Regions from separate parts of the Mus musculus genome. Here regions 1 and 2 are each linked to region 3. The links are chromatin contacts, called in public HiChIP or PLAC-seq maps. All regions are on one chromosome and are shown on one strand. The core of a region is the stretch at or near the end of the contact, and the rest is flanking DNA. Distances in the headings are between cores, read along the strand shown.

Region 1 (3,609 bases), core at 320-2,819, 1.7 Mb before region 3:
AGTTCCACATCAAAAACACCCCATCGTCCCACAAGTCACCGTGGCACACAGGCTATTGTTCTATGGATGTCCAGCATCTGATAGGCAGGTTAGCCTGCTCCTATGGGGTGCAGGCTTCCCCAGCAAACCCCTTTTCAAGGTGGCTTTGAACCCAGATAGCCTGTCTGCCCAGATCTCTGCTACAGCATCATTTTACAGCAAAGAGGCAGAGGAAAGGTTGCATCTCATCGCAGGTGACCTGTGTCCATACTAAGAGATAGCAGGCACAGAGACAGTTAAATGTGTCACAACAGCTGAAAAAGCTCACAGGTGCAAAGGCAACCGAAGGAAACAGCTCCCAGCCCCAAACACAATCTCCAAGTGGGACCCTGGAGGTGGGGAAGGGGATGCTGTCATGAATCCACAGTAAAGCTATATCATATCCTAACATCCAGTTCTGTGTTTCCCAACTATGGAAATAATCTGAAATACAGGAAAGGTGGCATCAAGCCTTCAATCACAGCCAGTGGACAGGAAGACACAAGTGAGCCACACTGCTCAGCACGGCGTCAAAGAACCTTGTTCAGATCCAGTCCCAGGGCAGGACCCGTACTAATCAAATTATTGTCGAGTTTGGAACAATAAACACAACTTCAAAGCCACGTGTGGTGGTGCACACCTTTAATACTAGCACTCTGGAGGCAGAGGCAAGTGGATCTTTGAGTTCGAGGCCAGTCAGGTCTACAGAGTGAGTTCAGAGTGAGTTACACAGAGAAACCCCGTCTCAAAAAAACAATGATAATAATGATGATGGTGATGAACCACAACTTTTAAGTGTCCACTAGAAAGCAAGCTCTGCCTCGGACACAGGGACAAAGAAAGGCCAAAATGTGGGAACAGAATGGTCAAAGAGAAACAGGGATAAAGTTACAAAGTATGTTATGAGGGACAACAGTGGGTTGGTAAGTCTGTCAAGAGATAGACCAGGGTACAACCAAATATAAGAACCAGGGTAAAGGGCCAAGCAGGAAGGCTTTTCCTGACCACCTTTACCCACAGCCTTAGTACCCGACCAAAGCCCGCCTGCAATTAAAAGGGTGCACACTTGTTGCTTGCAGGAAATCCTGACATCCTAGAATTCGGTCTTTGCAGAGCGCCTGCCCTGCCCTGCCCTGCCCTGCCCTGCCCTGCCCTGCCCTGCCCTGCCCCAGCCAAGCCCAGGACGCAGCCCCTGCGCCAGGCCCTGCCGTGCACACGGGCGGCCAGGTTACCTCCCCCGTGTGTTTGCATAGGTGCGCGTCTAGCTTCCAGGCTTTGTTGTAACTGGCGCTGCAGTCGGGAAAGGAGCAGATGAACCTGCTGGGCAGCGCGGGGCGCGGCGGCGCGGGGCCCTCACAGGCCCCGACGAACGCATCCGCGATGGTCAGCGACGACACCGCTTCCGCGACTGACACCCGCGGCTCCAGGGCGACACGATCGGGCCCGGGCTGACGCGGGGCAGCCACGTGCCGTCCCCGGGAACGCGGGACGCAAGCCACTGGCGCCCGGAGACTTTGAACTTCCGGGAACGCGGCCCGCTAAGGCTCCAGGCCCCGCCCCTTAGCCCCCCCCCCACGCGCGCCACGACTGCGCATGCTCCCAGAGGCCGTAGAGCCCGGTTGCACATGCGCATCCAGGACTCGTCCACGGCGAGAGGCAGCCAGGCTCTGGGCTCTGGTTTCGCGGCTTAGGGAAACGGAAGCGCTGCTTAAACGTCCCAAATATCAACCTGACATGACTTAAGGTGGCCTGTTTTTCACATTCCAGTTTTGCCCTCTGCATCCTGCCACTAGCCTCAGGACATGGTGAATCCCAAGCTTGTCTGCTCCTTCGAGTCACGTGGAATTTTTTTTCAAAATTCCGAAGCCCAGAACTTAACCAGGACCAATTAAACCTTAATTTCTGACAGCAATTGTGCTGGTGTTTTGTCAACTTTCCTTTTGTATCACTGAGTCCTCTAGTGTTTGACGCTGTTTTCAGTTGTGGGATTTCCTCTTTCCCTTATCTTGATTTAATCTCCGTAATGGCAGAGACTGGAAAATACCCTATTCGAATCCTCCCTGGCAAAGTGTAGTGCATCAATGAAGGGCAGAACCGATCTTTCTGCTAGTTGGATGACGACAACCATGGGAAATCTTAAAGCTTGTTTGTTTGTTTGTTTGTTTGTTTGGTTTTGGTTTTTCGAGACAGGGTTTCTCTGTATAGCCCTGGCTGACCTGGACTTCACTTTGTAGACCAGGCTGGCCTCGAACTCAGAAATCCGCCTGCCTCTGCCTCCCGAGTGCTGGGATTAAAGGCGTGCGCCACCACACCCAGCTTTTTTTTTTTTTTTTTTTTTTTTTTAATGAATATCTTTACTGAAGAAGGTTAAAATGTACTTTATTCCAGTCAAACTAATCTACAAGAAAAAGGATTGAATGGAGGGCGGTCTCAACACTGTTGACAGGTCATTCTCTGTGCGGCCCTGTTGGGATCTCATGCTCACGGCCCCCTCTGCTCCTTGTAGTCATGCCCCATGCGCATGTGCAGATTGCTGGCCGGCTCTTCCTTCCTTCCAGTCCCTCTTCCCCTTTCTCACTCTCTTGTCTGCTCTACCCCATCAGCGGACACTCTTCTTTCAGCTCCAGTCTTCTGTCTCTCCTTTTCCCTGAAGATGAGCTTCTAGAAGATTCTGAGATCCCACCCCTGTGACCATTGTTTTCCAAGGATTTTGGTCTCAGTCAAGCAGCCTGGACTTCTTCATCTTCTTTTTCTCCTCCTGCTTGATAACCCTGGTTAGACAATATGGGACCCAGCCAGGATTCAGGTTCTTTCCAGACCCTAACATACCAGTTTCGGGAATGGGGAGTGTGTTTGGGGGAGGGGGGCAGATTGTGAGTCATGAACATGGACAGAACTAGCCCAGTAGTGGTAGTGCATGGCTTTAACCCCACACAGGAGGCAGAAACAGGTGGATCTCTGAATTCAAAGCCAGCTTGCTCTTACAGAGTGAGTTCCAGGACATCCAAGGCTACACAGAGAACCCCTATCTCAAAAAAAATAAAACAAACAAAACAAATAAACATAAGCCATAGCTAGAACTGTTGCATCTCTATTCCAGCTAGTGAAGTTCATTTATTAGCCTTCATCCAAAGTGGCTGGAGATCTTTTTCACTCCTGAATGCTGAACCCAACATGGTTTGCAGGGTGGGTGAGAGCTATGATCCCATCAGAACAGGGCTATTCAAGGAGACTTCACTTCATCCTCAACTTCATGAAGAGCATTCTGCTACTCGGGGTTATTCTTCCCACAAACAATTCCAGATTGCATCCTGTCTCTGTTTATTCCATCAAGACCTTCCCATCCGGCTGACGTGTCACCGGGTGGCACGTTGAGAACCCTTAGCCCTCACCACACCACAGCCCACAACTGAGGAAGACGTCCCTTCCAGAAGCTGCTCCTTCCCGCTCTAGCATTGTCTATGATTAGAAAGAATCATAGAGATCGTTTTTTTTTTTAATCCAACGCTTGAGAGGATAAATATGATACTAAAGAAGAAGTGGCCATATAGTGGATGGGAAAGAAAGTTCTGAAATACTAAATGCACACTA
Region 2 (3,457 bases), core at 527-3,026, 1.1 Mb before region 3:
TCTGGTGCCCTCTTCTGGTGTGTCTGAAGACAGCAACTGTGCACTCACATATATTAAACAAACAAACAAACAAACAAACACGTATTTAACAAAACAAAACAAAACAAAACAAAACAAAACAAAAAAAGCTGGTAGGCATGGTGGCTCTCTGTAATCCCAGCACTTGGGAGGAAGAGACAAGATCTGTAGGGGAAGCTGGTCGGCTAGACTAGCTAACATCTGCAAGCTCTGGGTTCAGTGTAAGACACTGCCACAGTAAACAAGGGAAAGACACCTGATATCAACTTAGGGCCTGAACACACACACACACACACACACACACACACACACACACACACACACACACACCACATTCTTACATCCACATGCCTGTGTGCCCACACATATAAAAACATACACAAACTCATACATCCTTCATGAGCTGCATTCTACCATGTAAGGGCACTTTCTGTGCAGGGCTTCCCCAGGCAGGCCACCATGTTCAGAACACACAGCCACTCAGTCTTCCCACAGCTTCACATTCTAGTCACTGTTTCTACTCTGCTGCTGCTGATGCCGTCTGCAAGCGATTTCTGTTCTACCTTCCTCCCCACACTTAAGACATGGAGAACATCCAGGTCTCTCTCTTACTCAAGGCTGAACAGAAGTAGGTGGGATCTAAGAGCCCGTGGCCTTGACTCCTCTTCTACAGTGCTCAGGAACAAAAGCAGCCATTGGCTAAGTTCAAGGCACACATGTTTAAGCTGACTTACCAACTTCATTTTATAGATGAGAAACACTGAAGCTGTGTTTTGCTTCACTTTGCACGAATGCGTGTGGAAACCGGAGGTGATGTTGATTCCTCTCCACTTGACACAGAAGCAAGGCCTCTCAATTGACCCTAGAGCTCACTTGACTAGAATCCTGTCTTTGCCTTTGAAATGACTGGACCAAAGGGGTACAGATGGGCCACCAAGCCTCCAAGCACTTACACGGGTGCTTGAGTCTGAATCCTCCTGGTGAAGGGACTTTACCTGCTGCACTATCTCCCAACCCCAGCAGATGTGCTGTAAATGCCACAGGTCTCAAGTTACTGGACTTTCTACTCCAAGTCTGTCCCAAGAGCTGATCCCTTTCTAGTCTCCATGTCTGTAGACTTCCATACCTATAGCATCCCATGCCTGTGTCTTTCCAGGAACACAAACGCTACTGTAGTCCACACTTTACAACAGATCGTTTAGAAACCCCACAACAGCAGGTCAGTAGAAGCCACTTGCAGTACCTGATAGTCGGAGGTCATGATGAGTCCACCTGAGGTAGTGGTAGGAGGGACAACTCTCACTTTTTTCAAGGGGGGCCCCTGTGCGTGGCCGCTGTCCTGGTTCCCCGGATGGCCAGTTCCGTTAGTGTGGTTGTTGCCCTGCTGCTGCTGCTGGGTCTTCTCAATTGGTTAAACAGAAAACACAGTTCAACTCAGGAGGAGAACAGAAACTGGCTGCGTGCCAGAGGCCCGGAGGCCATGCAGAAGGCACTTCCAACTGTACTTTAATACTTACTTTGTCTCCTTTCTCATCAGGCTCTTCTTCTGTTAAAAATTCTCGTTTGGGATATGGGATCTGACAACCGGCGAAAACACTAGTCACAAGAGAAAAAGAAGAGAGCTGTCTCACTGGCTGCCTGGTATTTCCAATGCTTCATCTAGGTGACTCGCTGTCACTCTCTAAGAAGACGGGACTGTGTTTCCATAGTTACAGAGATATAAGCATCTTTCATGCGAGTCTGATGCAAAAAAATCCTTTAACCAATGACACTGCAGCAGGCAGTCTGAAGGTCCTTCTCTGCGTAACCTCATCAATAATCACCAACTAGGACAGCTCTCTCATCCACTACCACAGCTCGCAGTGTTTCATCTGCCCTTCCACGGTTAAAACAAAAGATGATAAAGAGAAGGCAGATTTATTTAGAACTGCTACTCCAGAATATCAGAACCCTTGACTGCAGGCAGCCCCACAAAATCCTAGCAAGTAGAAGGAGCCATAGCACAGTGAACGCATCACTGAGTAAGAGGCATCCATTTCAGCAATGCCTCTTAACCACAAAACCAAAACTGGCATTAGAGCAGAGACGCTCAGTTTCTTCAGGTCCCTCAGAGGCGTGGCAACTTAGTGTGACAAGAGAAGGAAGCACACTTAAAGATGCCAGTCACAGGAAGCCAGCAGATCTGCCACTTACTCTGACGTGGGAAGTGGGTCTTCTAGGAAGTAGGGGTCCTGCATGGCCTGCTCTGAGGTAATTCGCTTTATTGGGTCCATAGTGAGCAACTTCTGAAGCTGAAATCACAAGTCATATATCAGAGCATGCTCCCACAGAAACGTCGGTGTCTACGCCAAACCCTGACTCACAATTTATCCATTGAGGGTACTGGGCAGGTCAGTTTACCTTTTTATAACTGTATCTCTCCAGATGGAAAATAAAAACATCACCAATTACTACAGCTTGTTTTCAGTATTAAATGAATTGTGATGGTTCTTTAGAAAGAATCCTAAGTGTGAGTATTGTAGCTACACTTAGCTCATCCCTGTCACATCCAGAGATGCTATACTAGTGCGAAAATGCAGCACCATCTGCAATGTTTGTTTCTCCCCACCCCACCTCTCCCCCTCCCCCCTCCAAGACAGGGTTTCTCTGTATATCAGCCCTGACTCTCCTGGAACTCAGAGACCTATCTGCCTCCCACCCAAGTGCTGGGATTAAGGGTGTGTACCACCACTGCTCTCTAGGAATGTTTATTTCTAATGTGATATAAGAGACACCTGAACAATGGCCTCCTGCTCTGATCTGCAGACTTCAGAGTGCAGCACAATTGTTGCAAGGCTGAGAGCTGAGGCCTGATCCCACAGCCTGACAGATAGAGAGCTGAGCCCTGTGCCCAGAGTCAGATAGAGTGGTGTGTGTATGTGAGAGAGAGAGAGAGAAAGAGAGAAAGAGAGAGAGAAACAGAGATGTGAACAGGAATCTAAGAACTTGCATTTCCAACAAGTTCCCAGTTGGGGTCTGTGTTGCTGGACTGGGATTGGTTTGAAAAGTAATAAACTAATAAACAAAGATTTAAGGAATGATGACTCATAGAGGATAAGAGGCCTTACAAATATCTTTAAAATGCAGAGATAGTAGGACTCATTTAAGATACCAACTTTCACTTGGCCTGAAAGTAAAGTACATGTGAGGTCCTGTGGTTAAAGTCCAGAATTAAAGAAACTATTTTTATTTTTTAAAAGATTTATTTATTATATAAAGTACACTGTAGCTGTCTTCAGACGCACCAGAAGAGGGCATCAGATGTCATTACAGATGGTTGTGAGCCACCATGTGGTTGCTGGGATTTGAATTCTGGGATGAGCAGTCAGTGCTTAACTGCCGAGCCATCTCTCCAGCCCTAAACTATTTTTAAAAATCAACAAATAAGCTACAAGGATGG
Region 3 (3,335 bases), core at 373-2,872:
GTCCTGAATTCAATTCCCACCAACCACATGGTGGCTCACAACCATCTGTAATGGGATCTGATGCCCTCCTCTGGTGTGTCTGGAGACAGCTATGATGTACTCACATAAATGGAATAAAAGGGTAAAAAGAAAAGAAACACAAGTAGGGAACGTGAGCTTAATTTTCAAAGAAGAAGGGCAGGAGTAGGAAGAAACACATTATTCTTTAAAACTCATTACATGTTGGGTACAGTGGCACACGCCTTTCATCCTAGCATTTGGAGGGGCGGGGCAGACACAGGTGGATCTCTGTGAGTTCGAGTCTACATAGAGATCTCTGGTCTACATAGTGAAATCCAGAACACCCAAGGATACATAGTGGGGCTGTCTCAAAAACAACAGCAAAGCCAGAATATGAACGACTGAAGCACCACAGGGCTAAGACTGCATGGCAGCTCCTTCCTCACTGTCCCCGTTTCCTCTTGCAACGCACCTGTTGTCTGCGCTCCTCCAGCTCTCTCTGGATACTCTCTATCACAGCCACGGCTTCTTCCCCACTCTCGGGGTGATGCTCTCTCACCCAGGCCTGAAACTCTTCAGGCAGGATGGTGAGGAACTGCTCCAGCACCAGCAGCTCCAGGATCTGCTCTTTGGTGTGCAGCTCCGGCCTCAGCCACTCACAACAGAGAACCCGGAGCTGGCTGAGAGCATCGCGGGGTCCTGCTGCCTCATGGTACTGGAAGTGCTTGAAGCGCTGGTAAAAAGTCTCAAGCACTGGCCGGTTGTATCCCTGCATCCAGGAGCAGTCCTCTTCTTCTACTTTCACTATGAGAAGGTCTGCTTGCTCTTGCGAAGTCTCAGCGGGAGGCTCTAAGTGTATAACTGCCCTGGATTCTGTCATTATCATTCCAACTGAAGAGTCTCTAGACTCTAGCCCGTTACACTAACCCGATTTGTTCTCTGCTCTTCTAAAGGGCACTTTTTGTAGTGAACAACCTTACTGGAATGTCTGGAATTATTATTAGCTAAGAGAGGTGGCAACGACGTCATCTAGACTAAAGAAAAACCACTCAACAAAGTCATTCACTTTAAGATATAGAGAAGTTAGTCATCACTTCTCCCATAAAACAGCTAATAGCGACTACGTCCAGATTTTAATAACGTAAAAAAAAAAAAGGCCATTAAAAAGTGACATCAGGCCCAACTTAAAACAGTTTTAAAAATGAGAAAGTCCATATCTCATATAAATAACGGGACAAAATTATTCCAGACGGAGTCGTTTCTTCTCTCGATCATAAGCCAAACTGAAGTCAGTATAGGAATGAAACCCATTAAAATGGTCATATCTCATTCTGGCTTTCAAGCCATAAGAGCTTGATAGATAAACGAAAGACTTCATTAGTTCTATGAGAAGTACGGTTATACTAAAAAATTTGGACCTGGATTCTTTGTAATAGCTCCTGACCTGGAGACAGAGACCAGCCGGGTCAAGGTTAGGGACAGGACTCCAGTGTGGACACAATGTCCTACCAGCTCCTCTCCAGTCTTTAAGTCCCGGGGACCCAAAGATCAAACTCCCCGCAGCCCAGGCTTGGAAGATGGAGTTCTCACAAGCCAAGAGAGAGGCAAGTCCGACACTTTCCAACAGTTCATCGCCGGAAGTAACCAAGTACGAGCTTCAGCCATAAATCCCACCCCCAAGAGCGCTTCCGCAGCCTCTCTAGGAATCCCGGAGGTCCTAGCAGCACAGCGGGAAGGAGGAGCTACTCCTGAGCCCGCCCCCTTGTGGAGCTGACCAATCAGTCACCCTCAAGCAAGAGGCTACAAGAGCCTGGGGAAAATAGAGCTAATCTATTTCCCACCCCCAAAACCAGAGCATGGGCTTAGCTCAAGGGTAGGAATCTAGGGGGCCGGTCGGGGAAAACAAACAAACAAAATAGGTCCACCCTCTCTCTCCTCTGATTGGTCGAGCACAGCCTCACCCACCCACCCACCGCAGCACTCTGGAATTGAAGTAGGTCTGCACCATCCTGGCCACTTTTCTAAACACGCAAAGATTCTTTATTGCCCTAGAGTGGCTGAGGCTCTCGGGACTACATCTCCCAAGGAGCTGCGCGCGAAGTCTAGCCAATATGGCTGTGGCTCTCTGTCTCCAGGGCTTATTAATATGCTGCCGGGGAGGCAGACCTGACTGGCTCCGTGATAGAGGCTCTTACTGCCAAGCCTGATGACATGAGCTGATCCCTGGACTTGAGACATCCAAAAATTGTCCTTTGACTTCCACAGCTCTCCATGTAAGCCCCTTCCCCGCAGGCATTAGGTAATTTTTTAATGTTAAAGGGCATCAGGGTGTCTAGTCCGAAAGTTATATCAATTAATTGTTCGTATTTTTTTTCTATTGCTTCTGCACTTGACTAGCTTTTGAAAAACAAAACAAGCCGCGCGGTGGTGGCGCACGCCTTTAATCCCAGCACTTGGGAGGCAGAGGCAGGTGGATTTCTGAGTTCAAGGCCAGCCTGGTCTACAAAGTGAGTTCCAGGACAGGCAGGGCTACACAGAGAAACCCTGTCAAGAAAGGAAGGAAGGAAGGAAGGAAGGAAGGAAGGAAGGGAGGAAGGAAGGAAGGAAGGAAGGAAGGAAGGAAGGAAGGAAGGGAAAGAAAGAGACAAAACGAATGCAGCAGAGGGAAGAAAGAGAGAGAAAAAGGAAGAAAAAAAGAGAAAAACAAAACAAACAAAACGAATGCAGCAGAGGGAAAAAAGCGCCTGTTGCTGTATCGGCTGAAAAGCTGAAAGATGCGCCCAGAGCATGGCAGCCAGGCGGCTGGGGAGAAACAATAGTTTGAAGACAGAAGTTTTGCTTAAAGCCTGTTACCCTAAATTGTAAATCCCATTTTAAATTATCTACCCCTCTCTTGAGGCGTTTTCATCATTTTCCAAGTCCTTCGAATACTGGTAGTATCAGAGAACCTGTTGTCACACTTCAGGGGCCCACCAAAACAGACTACCGTGGAATTGCAACCCCTGCCATCAGTGGAAGACCTAGTTACAGAACTAAGGTCACAACACTGGGGGCGGAGGGAAGGGCATCTCTCAAATCCACGACTGAAGCAAACTGTATTTTGAGGTGTACCCGGGACTGTCTAGCGGGCCATCTCACTCTAAATCACTCCTGTGGTTCACAACCTTCAGTAATTCTAGTTCTAGGGTATCCGATGCCCTCTTTCTGGCCTCTGGCTGGCCCGGAACTCTCGTAGGCCAGGCTTCCCTAGAACTCACAGAGACCCGCCTGCCTCTACCTTCTGAGTTCTGAAATTAAAGGTGTGTGCCACTAATGCACTTCAAATTATTTGTTTG

What was found. HiChIP or PLAC-seq counts read pairs in DNA pulled down with a chosen protein or histone mark.
Region 1: an H3K27ac HiChIP or PLAC-seq map of embryonic stem cells shows a contact between it and region 3, with 12 times the contacts expected there. The contact joins the promoter of Gtf3a here to the promoter of Zkscan5 in region 3. A contact is called at or near these places in 2 of 39 promoter capture datasets (cranial neural crest and embryonic stem cells) and 4 of 115 datasets of contacts at active chromatin or transcription factors (embryonic forebrain, embryonic stem cells and pancreatic cancer cells).
Region 2: an H3K27ac HiChIP or PLAC-seq map of extraembryonic endoderm stem cells shows a contact between it and region 3, with 7 times the contacts expected there. The contact joins the enhancer-like site here to the promoter of Zkscan5 in region 3. A contact is called at or near these places in 2 of 39 promoter capture datasets (cranial neural crest and embryonic stem cells) and 7 of 115 datasets of contacts at active chromatin or transcription factors (double positive thymocytes, embryonic stem cells, extraembryonic endoderm stem cells and 3 more).

The regions. Positions count from the first base shown.
Region 1 is chr5:146,946,617-146,950,225 of GRCm38.p6, reverse strand. Gtf3a (general transcription factor III A) reads right to left here and starts at 1,569. Exons shown (of 9, transcript NM_025652.3): 1 at 1,251-1,569. The coding sequence starts at 1,445.
Region 2 is chr5:146,297,655-146,301,111 of GRCm38.p6, reverse strand. It overlaps Cdk8 (cyclin-dependent kinase 8), which reads right to left. Exons shown (of 13, transcript NM_153599.4): 10 at 2,212-2,309; 11 at 1,536-1,614; 12 at 1,262-1,420. Among named protein-coding and RNA genes, the nearest start is that of Gm52832, 7.0 kb to the left of the region's middle. Within about 2 kb of position 1,776, at least 48 of the 459 cell types and tissues checked have an H3K27ac peak or open chromatin away from gene starts, as enhancers often do. A contact at or near this core is called in extraembryonic endoderm stem cells and pro-B cells, where this site is marked.
Region 3 is chr5:145,202,846-145,206,180 of GRCm38.p6, reverse strand. It overlaps Zkscan5 (zinc finger with KRAB and SCAN domains 5), which reads right to left and starts at 1,622. Exons shown (of 6, transcript NM_016683.2): 1 at 473-1,622. The coding sequence starts at 886. It also overlaps a transcript of Zkscan14 not described here.